Regions from separate parts of the Anas platyrhynchos genome. Here all the other regions are linked to region 1. Evidence: chromatin contacts called from public Hi-C data. All regions are on one chromosome and are shown on one strand. Each heading gives the region's core, a stretch centred on a gene start, on an enhancer-like site or on the middle of the called end of the contact. The rest is flanking DNA. Distances are from core to core; before and after follow the strand shown.

The links. Hi-C and Micro-C count contacts between places; a contact is called where the count stands out from the background.
Region 2: a Hi-C map of subcutaneous adipose tissue shows a contact between it and region 1, with 1.6 times the contacts expected there. The contact joins the promoter of ECD here to the enhancer-like site in region 1. A contact is called at or near these places in 2 of 8 Hi-C or Micro-C datasets (liver and subcutaneous adipose tissue).
Region 3: a Hi-C map of liver shows a contact between it and region 1, with 1.7 times the contacts expected there. The contact joins two enhancer-like sites. A contact is called at or near these places in 2 of 8 Hi-C or Micro-C datasets (liver and skeletal muscle).

Annotation. Positions count from the first base shown.
Region 1 is chr6:6,562,689-6,565,968 of IASCAAS_PekinDuck_T2T, reverse strand. P4HA1 (prolyl 4-hydroxylase subunit alpha 1) reads right to left here. Exons shown (of 15, transcript XM_072040311.1): 8 at 2,700-2,876. Among named protein-coding and RNA genes, the nearest start is that of PLA2G12B, 21 kb to the left of the region's middle. Within about 2 kb of position 1,553, at least 3 of the 8 cell types and tissues checked have an H3K27ac peak or open chromatin away from gene starts, as enhancers often do. A contact at or near this core is called in subcutaneous adipose tissue, where this site is marked.
Region 2 is chr6:6,515,892-6,518,999 of IASCAAS_PekinDuck_T2T, reverse strand. It overlaps ECD (ecdysoneless cell cycle regulator), which reads right to left and starts at 1,524. Exons shown (of 13, transcript XM_027460781.3): 1 at 1,233-1,524; 2 at 1,029-1,146; 3 at 855-942; 4 at 142-323. The coding sequence starts at 1,524. FAM149B1 (family with sequence similarity 149 member B1) reads left to right here and starts at 1,533. Exons shown (of 16, transcript XM_072040302.1): 1 at 1,533-1,673; 2 at 2,394-2,498; 3 at 3,089-3,108. The coding sequence starts at 1,624.
Region 3 is chr6:6,616,917-6,620,176 of IASCAAS_PekinDuck_T2T, reverse strand. The region is part of intron 1 of OIT3 (oncoprotein induced transcript 3); the gene reads left to right. Among named protein-coding and RNA genes, the nearest start is that of OIT3, 6.1 kb to the left of the region's middle. Within about 2 kb of position 1,781, at least 4 of the 8 cell types and tissues checked have an H3K27ac peak or open chromatin away from gene starts, as enhancers often do.

The DNA.
Region 1 (3,280 bases), core at 304-2,803:
GTAATGTGCCGTCTCCAAGGCTCCTGTTATGGGGTTTGAAATGGTGGCTCGCCTCAGCTGTGAAGCGAACCATCAGAATAGTTGCATTACAAAGCACATACTGCATCACAGCAATCCGACCATTCAGAAGCCTAGGGGGAAATGTCACACTGGGCCCCACACAAGCCACCCGGTCACCTCCTGCGGTGGTTTGTCTTTTATGGAGTGGGGGTGGGAACTCAAAGCCATGACAGGGCAGGACGGGGAGTCTCCACTTTTACTAAAACAAAGTTTTTGATTTTTTTTAATATATTTTTTTAAGTGTGTGTGTGTTTTATATATGTATGTGCGTATACATACATATATTTCAGAGCATTAGAGAAGATCAACTTTTCCAGGAAATAATGTTTCCACTTCTGGAGCAAGAAGAGCAGCTGTCTGAATAAAATAAACTAGAAACTTTCATTTTCTTCATACTGCAACAGCTGCTGGAAACAATTCAGCATTATGACACACATACAATCGGTCCTTTGTTCACGCTCTGTCCGGTGCATGTAAGCTGAGGTTTACAGTTAACTTGATTGCAGCATTGCTTGGATCTTGTATAAATGAAAGACGAATAAAACCCTACCTTCTGAATCTTTCTGTACCAGTATCAGCACTGAGGTGAACTTCTTTAACACTGACTGCTAACAAAAACAACTTGCTACGTGTATTTTACATTTAGGCTGTGTTCCTACGTTACAGGGAGTGAGATTCTTGGCTCAAGGCTTTGCCCTGCCCTTTACTGCGCTCCATTTACTGGATACCATCCCTTCTGTTAACATTGATCAAGAACCTTAGGTGCACTATTTTACTTTGTTCTTGTAATGTCAGGCACTCTCCATACTTTGGGATAAGTTCCACATTTCGGTGGGCTCTAGGCTCAACACAGCATACCAAGTAATATTTTTCTGTTGTTAAAAAAAGTAAAGCAGGGCTGCTCCTCCCCTACTGACAGGAAGAGGTATTAAGGACTCTTAACATGCAGCCTCTCCTCATCACGTGCAGACACATAAAGGAATCAAGTCACAAACTGATTCCAGAGAGACTCCCAGGGTGAATAATAAGCCTTCCTCCTGCCAGCTTACACCAGAGCAGCAGAAGGCTGGCCACAGATTATGCAGCCATGGCTTTCGAGAGGCAGCAGTAGAACATCCCTGGCACCAAGAAGGCAGATGACGATCTTTCTGCCTCAAAAACACAATCCTCCTGCTGCACTGGTTACTGAGCCCTACAAGGCCTCGGCTGTAGGAAATATGTGGAACACTAACAGCAGAAAAATGCTTTCACATAACTGAACCGTGAATCTGCAAGTCTTTGCCACAAGTTGAACATCTGATAGGAAGACAAACGTCTTGGCAAGTCCTGAAGTTTAAAGTCACCATGTGTTCAGACCTCCATACAGGCTGTATTTTCAGTGCTAAGCCTTACTTCTACGCCATAAAGATATGATTCAGTCACATTCCACAGACGTAATTGCCAGAGCTTTTGCAGCAATAAAGGGGCTTAATCAGTAACAGACAAACTGCAGCAAGGCTGCCTGCAGGAGGAGATGTTTTACAGGTTACTCATACTTCCTTACGGTTCTGAATGCTACCTCAGAAATACGATGCATCAGCCTTTAGAAAGCTTTAAAATCTACTTCTAGCTTCCTAGTACTCAGTGTGGTGACCAAGGGCAGCCCCATCTGTGATGTGCCTATGTGTAACTCACAGCTGCTTTACTTGGCAGCAGACCGAGGTAACAGTTTGTCCTGTATTTGATGTATTTATTCCCCCAATCTTCACTTGCTCAGCTCTCTCTGAACAAAAAGACATTTAGGCTCAGAAAGGAGTAATAATCTGTTTAGACAAGTTTAAATCTTATTTTAGAAGTAACTGGTAATTGGTAGAAAAACAAATCAAATTCACTAACTGCCTCCTAAATGTACATCTTGTGATGCACAGTCACGCCAGCTGGATACAGATGGCCGCTTAGCTTCTTGTCCATGCTGGACACTCCTGTTTACTTTGACAGCTGATTTGGCCTGGCTTGTTTGGCCTTCAAAACAAGAACCTTGGGATCTGGATTCAGAAACAGGATTTGATCAGTTGGACTTGTGAGTCAGAAGCAGAGCACAGCTGGCTAAGTACTGCCTTGTTAAAGCTCTTTCTCTTGCAGGTAATTTCAGAACCTGTTAGAAGTCAATTTTACGCTGAATGGACCATTCATTATTGTCTACACAGTAATATGGCATTCCAGGACCAGAGGAGTGCCTGCCTTTCCCTAGAAGACTCTCTTCTCCATGTTACAGCCTTTGCAACTACAGACTTTAAAAATAAAAGGAAGCCCATCTGATGCCAGGTGCACTTCAAGTCAACCTAGCTGCAGGATGTTTGTTTTCTGTTAGACAACACTCTCCTCCTCATCTGAAACAGCGTGCACCAAAATTGTGTCTGCCAGAAGAGCCTGACAAGTCTGCACTGCTGTCACCTAGCTCTCCTAGTTACACAGAGTTTACAGCTTCCCTGAGGACTCCTATGAAGAGTATATCACCAAGAGCTACAAGGTGAGAAAAGCAATGTGTGAGTACACTGCACACACATCTGCATTCAAGAGGAGATGGTCACACTCACTTGCACAGAAAACTACAAGCAGAACTCGAGATTCCAAAAGGCAAAGAAGTGTAATGCATTTACCCTTGGCTTTGCTAGCTCTTTCACAGTTTCAATCTCTTCATCGGAAATGATATCAAGGAAGCGAACAATTCGAGGTTTGTCCCACTCGTCTTCCTGTTTGACGGGGCCCAGAATGTACCTAGGATTCCGGTTTCCATCATAGTAGCGGCAGAAGAGTCTTTTCTGTCTCCGAGGGGTCTGAAAGCAAGATGAAACGAGATAATCAGGAAACTTCTATAATATTGCTAACAAACATTAGATGTCCTGAGAACAAGAGGTTGGAGCAGTTCACATTCCCTACCTTAGTATTATGCTACAAAAGTAAGAGATGCTTTAAGCCTGAGAAATCAGTGCTTCAGGTAAATTAATATTACTCTTTAATACTGCAGCAAGCAGTACTTTACGCAGTCCTATTCAAAGTGATTTTGTCACTGAAAAAAACACACTTCCGTTCAATACCATACATCAATCTAGACTTGTAACATCCATATTCAGTTAATTACAATTGTTTAGTCATTTTCAGTTAGCCTACAATAATACTTTTTCTCTACTGGCCAGAAGAAAACAGGGAAGAAATCCAACACACGCTAATCCCCTCCTCT
Region 2 (3,108 bases), core at 275-2,774, 47 kb after region 1:
GCTCCTAAAAGCTCGCACAACTTTCACATTTCCTCACTAACCAGTACAAGAAGGATGTGAAGGAATAGAAATTCCTGTAACTGTCAGGTATGGTATCACAGCAGTAAACCAACAGAAAACCAAATGAAATCATCCACATACCCACTGATGCGCTTATACACCGCTGCTCGAATGGGTTCTGCGGCCAGGAACTCCTCCGACCGGGTGGACAACAGCCTTAACGCCTGTGAGATTGTTGGGCAGGCAGCAGACGGCTCACAGTCATCCTGCTCTTGAGTCTCTGACAGCGGAATGATGTGCAATTCTCCTTTGTAAAAAAACACCTGGCAGACAGTAACAGCCTCATCAGAGGATAAGAACAGTCGTACACCAAGCAATGCAAAGTTTTGTTTCATACAGGAATCTATTTGTTTAAACTCAGATTACTGAAGCACAAGTAATGAAATAACACAGGAAACAACTTTTTTAAAATGGGAGATGATATAAATACAGGTGCCAGAAACCATGATCTAACCAATAAATTAAAAAATAATACTCTTTCAAGATACGTATTTCACTAAATCTGTTTTCCTTAACACCAACACTACCAAGTCTCTGTTCAACTGGGGATTTGCTTCAGAACCAGGCAGCCTAACCTAACCACTGAAGAACGTGACAGGGGAATAAAAGCATCATCCAGGCAGCAAACCCTCATGTCAGAGCACTTGAGAACACGAAAGGAAAAAACACGAGTGGCTACATCTGAGCTAGGAAGCTGGGATAGATGCAAGAGGGCTCCTGGGGAGAGCCCTGCCCAGTCCTTTCCAGACCACTTGGGCTGAGAGGCTCCAAGGCGGCCCCGGGGCCGTACGCACCCTGTTGTCGCTGTTCTCCGGACGGAGCCACTTGGGGAGGACCTCGGCCGCCTCTATCAGCAGGAACTCCCCGTCGTTGTCGTCGACCCTGGCCGAGGAGAAAGGGGTTTCCGTGAGGGTGAAGCCGCCCGGTGCCGGGCTGGGTCCCCTCGGCGCCCCCCGGCCCGCCCGCACCTGGCCGCCAGCAGCGGGCACGCCCTGGTGATCTCCCGCAGCAGGTACACGACGAACCACTCGTCCTCCACGTTATCCCCGAACCGCGTGCTGCCGCCCAGGTGCTCCGGCGTGTCTCCTGACCGAGCACGGAGAGAAAACAAGATAAAACACGAGAAACGAAGCGGCTCAGCGCCCCTCACGCCGCGTCCCCCCCGGGCTCACCCCGCGTCGGCACATAGCGCAGGCGGAACGGCTGCCGCTGCCAGATGTAGGCGGCCAGCAGCGGCGCCAGGCGCTCCGCGATGTCCCGGGCGCAGCCCCGCAGCAGCTCCTCGCCTCCGGGCCCCACCGCGAAGAGGCGGTAGCGAACCGCGTCCTCGCCCGGAGCCCCGTCCCCCGCCATAAGAGCCGCGCCGAGGGCCGCGCTCCGCCTCTGAGGGGCGCTGAGGCTGTCGCGACATGGCGGCGCTGAGGCGACCGCGTCATGGCGGCGGCGCTGTGGAGGCGGTGTCATGGCGGCGGCGCCAAGGAGACCGCGTCATGGCGGCGGTGTAATGGCGGCCGCGGCGCTGAGGAGGAGGTGTCATGGCGGCGGCGCTGAGGCGACCGCACGATGATGTCGCGATACACGAGGAAGCCGCTGCCCCCCAGCGCTCTGGAGTCGTGAGTGGCCGCCGCCAGGCAGGGTCCCCGCGGAGGGCTGGGGGCGGCGGGGCCGTAGCTGGGGCTGGGGAGAGGGGCTGGGGCCAGCCCTAAGGGGTGGCGGGGACGGGCGGCAGCGCTGTGAGGCGTTTGTACCCGTCGTGGGCAACGTATGTAGTCGCCGACATACGATGCGGAACGTGGTTAAATCTCGAGTTCAATGTCTTTGAGCCGAAAATGAGCTAAGGGGAGGGATCCTTCGCTTACAGCTCCCTCATCCGATGCTTGGGATACTTCTGTTGGCTCTCCTCCCGCTGCTGGGACTTTGCCCATCTCTCTTTCCAGGCACCTAAACTTCATCAAAGCAATAAGGTAGCAAATAACTGCTCCTAATTTGCCGAGTTTGGAGGCCACGCTTGTTCTGCCTGATCACAAGTCCCCTTTGGGGACAACAACGTGATAGGTGCTTATAGAGAGCTGCATCGGGATTCGTGACAGCGCTTTACGTTTAAAGGAAGACACTGATTTTTAAGCAAATACCTTTTAACTCCGTGTTTAGCCTAGAGTTAGTTTTGGTATTTTAAATATAAAGCCTTGGTAACCTGAATTACCCTAATAATAAGAAATGCTTCAGGTATGCAAATCAGTGCATTCCTCGGAAAGCAGAAAGCCATGTAAAACTTAGGAGCTGCGTAGATATTTATTCTTGTCAGTAACATCAAGTTCTGCTCTTTCTTTTAGACAAGGACTTACAAAACATGCCTTGCGGCATCATCCCCTGCCAGATCCACAAGATGAGGGGCGCCCAGCCACACCTATGTTGGAAAACTACGGAGAGATCTCAAGGTATTTGTCACACCAGAAAATGGATCTTTGTCTGGAGACCATGGAAAAAACAATACCCTTTGTGTAGAGCTATATTTACAAAAGTAATACATTTGGTACTCCTAGGCTTTACCTCAGAACTGTAGCATTTCAGAACATATCCTTTCCATTTTGGACATCATAATAAGTGTGTAGCTGTGTTTTGTTCCCATCTCATAAATAGCCAGGGTCATGTAATTTTATGACAGAAGCAAGTGGAAAAAAGTGAAAAATCATTCCTGAGCAGTGTAGAATTGGAACTAGAAATAGTATTCAACTTAACTACAGTAACTTGGAGAAAATTGATGTTCTCCTTGACCCCTAGATGTCCTACATCATTGAGGTTATTAGGAGTTAGCATTAATACATTTACTTGTGTACTATGGCTTCTGCTTAAATGCCTCTAAAGTAAACATCAACCCTATGAAAACTCTCGAAGAGAAGGATTCCTAAGAACTATTTTGATTTTTTTTTTTTTTTTGGTACAGAATGAAAAGGCTGTTTAACTGCTTTTTTGTCATTGTGGTGTTGTTGCTTTTCTTTCTTTTTTTGCCTCAATGTGTGCATTTCAGTGAGTCTGAAATCTCGAAGG
Region 3 (3,260 bases), core at 532-3,031, 54 kb before region 1:
CGTTTGCAATCTCTGCTCAGAAGGCTCAGTTCTCCTCTGGCCACTATTTCCTGCAGTTAAAGCTCCCTAGCTGGCGTTTTCTGACTGAGGGGGAGCCGTGAAGTCGTATGACTTGGGGAAGGAGCAGAGATAACAATGAGCACCCATCTGCTCCTCTCTTCCATCCCTTCGGGATGTCCGGGTGTCCCCTGGTTAGAATTCCCCTCCAGATAAGATAGTGGAGGTGTCACCGTGGGGCAGTCAGGCAAGAAAACAATAGCGAGTTGCGTCCAAAAAACAAGATCGATCAGTAACTGCACCTCCGTTGTCAGTAAGGGGCAGAGCTGCTCTGGAGAGGTCAAGGCTGGTGTTGTACCCCGCATCCCTTCAGCTTCTTCCTCTGATAAACTTCCACAAGTGCTATCCCAGTTGCTTTTCAGAAAGCCTGGGGTCAGAAGCTGCACTGAGAGGAAGGCTGCAAGAGCCACAGCGTGTGCAAGGGCTTCCAAGGCTGTGTTACTCAAGGAGTAACTGTGCCTCGGTTGAGTGGGATGTTCCAGTACTTGTTTTTCTGCCTCTGCTTTGTTGTCCAGCTGCAGCCAGTGTCTTCAATGGGTGAGTGAAGAGCCATTGCTTTCTAGCTTATTCTGTTCACCATCTTTAAGGTTCGTGTTCTTAGGTGACAGGCTGGGAGATGTGAGAGAGATCCTTTATCTTCGACTGTGGTGTGAAATTTCTTCCAGGTGGAAAGGTCTTTGTCTCAGAGCGTGGTGCCTTCCCTACTGGGAGAATCTTCGCTGCTAAGCACTGGGAGATTTTCTTCTCCTCTAGCAGGAGAGACTCTACACATAGCTGTTAAGCTACTTTTTCACCCCTTCCCTGGCAAATCTGAATTGAATTTAGAGTCATAATGCAGTGCTGCTTATTTGTGCCAGAGCAGACCTCCAGTACACAGGGCACGTAGGATTAATCTCTGAAGAATGGTGGGCTTATGAATGCCTGCTAGAGTCCGATTTGTCATCCAGTATATATGTTAGCATGTCAGCCAGAGAGCTAATGATACCATCAAGATTACAAATTGTAAAGCTTTACTTGATGGCTGATGCTTGTCAGGCTGAATTGCTCAGGCCACGCAAAAAGTGTTGGGGAGGAAAAAAATTGAGCCATGAAAAATGGAGGGGACTGGAGACAGTTGTATGTCTTGAGCAAAACCCAGCGCCTTCAGCCTCTGGGGAGAAGAGAAGAGAGGTTGATTGGCTGGTTCTTTATTACTGTGGAGTTTCTTCATAAAAACTCAAATTAGTTTTCAGTAAGCTGTGGCACAGAGCGCTTTGTGTCTGTGGGAGGTTGGCCTGGGGCAGCATTGACAGTCCGAGGGGCCATACAGGTCTGCAGTGCTCTAAAGAGCAACAGCTGCTTTTCCTGCTCGTCTGCTTGCTCTTCAGGCCATCCTGAAGCTCTCAGAGAAGTGAAGGAGGGGAGGGGGTGCTACCTCATTTCCCCTGAAGTGCTTGCTTCCAGCTCCCTCTGAGCCACCGCATCTTTATTTCAGTGAATTTTGTCTTTAAATTATCTCCTGTCTGTTTAGGAGACAATGTGATTTCCCAGCATGAGTGTTTGCAGAGTCTATCTACAAAAGATATTTCATAAAGTTAATTATACTGTATAAGAGCTAATGAGAGTGTGTGTATTTCTGGTGCTGCCCAGCTGGGAAGCTGACAGGGCATTCCTTGCTTTGCCTCGTTTGGCTTTTAACACAAAAAGCTTTTAATCTTAGTCAGTGACTCACCCTAAGGCCGTACCAAATCATGTTGTGGAAGCCAAGAGCGTTACACCGAGGGAAGCCCAGAGGAAGCTATTTTCAGCTGTGTGCAGAGAAAAGGCAGGACAAATGTTTTCTGGTCTTGAGAAGTCAAGTGAGCTTTTGGAGCATAGGATTGAACAGCACTGCTGCTGTCTGTGGGTAAGGGCAGGAGGCAAGGAGAGGCAGGTAAAAGAGAGAGCTCATGAAGAAATGCCTGCCAAATCCCAACAGACTCCTGCTGCAGTCCTCCTCCTGCTCCTCGGGAGACCTGAGGGCTGCCTGTGGTGAGAGCAGATCTGCTGCTCTGCATATCCCATGAATTATGGCACTGGAAAGCACCTTTGTAACCCAGAGCTGCTCTCCCTGTGCCAGCTTGCAGCTCTGCAGCACTCTTGTGGCTACAGCAGCTGCTCCTGTCTTTTAGACTGTATTCGAGGCCAAACAAAACGTGACGGTGGCCGAGGACAGCACAAGGATTTTAGTGTAGAGAAATGCTGTGTTAGTGGGGAGGTGCAGAACAGCATGTCAGTGAGGCAGATGCTTACAGAGGGTGCAGCTCACTAAGGGTGACCTGAAGTCCCTGGTCAGAAGCACATAGACTTCCCATTTTCAAGTCAGTGAAGCACATCAAAATACTGAACCAAGAAGGTTTGTCTGCATCCAGAGCATTCTGGTAAAAAAAACATAATGTGTCCTCCCCACCCCAAATTGCATCAGCTATTGTTCAAGCAAAATAAGAGAGAACAGTTTTAGAACTTGAAATGCGATGCAGAAAGTACAGTGTATTCCAGGCTGCCAGCGTTTAATCAGAATGATTGGTTTTATTAGCCTACTTCTAGCAAATGATAATCAATTCTCCTTACTCAAGACAATATTAGCATTCATTTCGCTTAATAGGGAATGGTTAGTCACAGGTAAGTGGTGCTTAATCAGGTATTAAATGTACGTGGAAGTGAAACCCCTGGGCTTGTAGTAAGGAAGCTGCCAAATCAGGGTTAATTAGGAGAAGACTGAAATGTAACGAACACTTTAATTCTTCATTTTTTTCTCCCTGTGCTATTCTTCTGTAGTAATTATTTGCAGAAAGTTCAGAAAGGGCTTGAAAAGGAACACGCTTCTCGAGCCTGGCGTGAACAGACAAGTACCCACCAAGAGGTCCACGTGTTTGTATCTTGCCCTCACAAACAAACACTTCACTCACAAACATCTCATCTCTTGTGGAGATCAAGAGGGTTTGTGGGCTTGCAAGGAACGTGACTGCGTAGAGCCAAACATTTTGAAGGTCCTTATTCAGACCCTCGTGCTCTCTAGTTTTTAAGATAATAAATCAAGAGATCTGAGGAAGCTGTGTCAAATGCAGGGAGGCAACATCATCCCACAAAAATGCAATAGATAAATCATGAAGGTAGGCAGCACATTGGCAGAGGGAGAAGTGGGTGATGGAGGTCCTGCAGAAGACCAGGGTGATCTTAAGGGG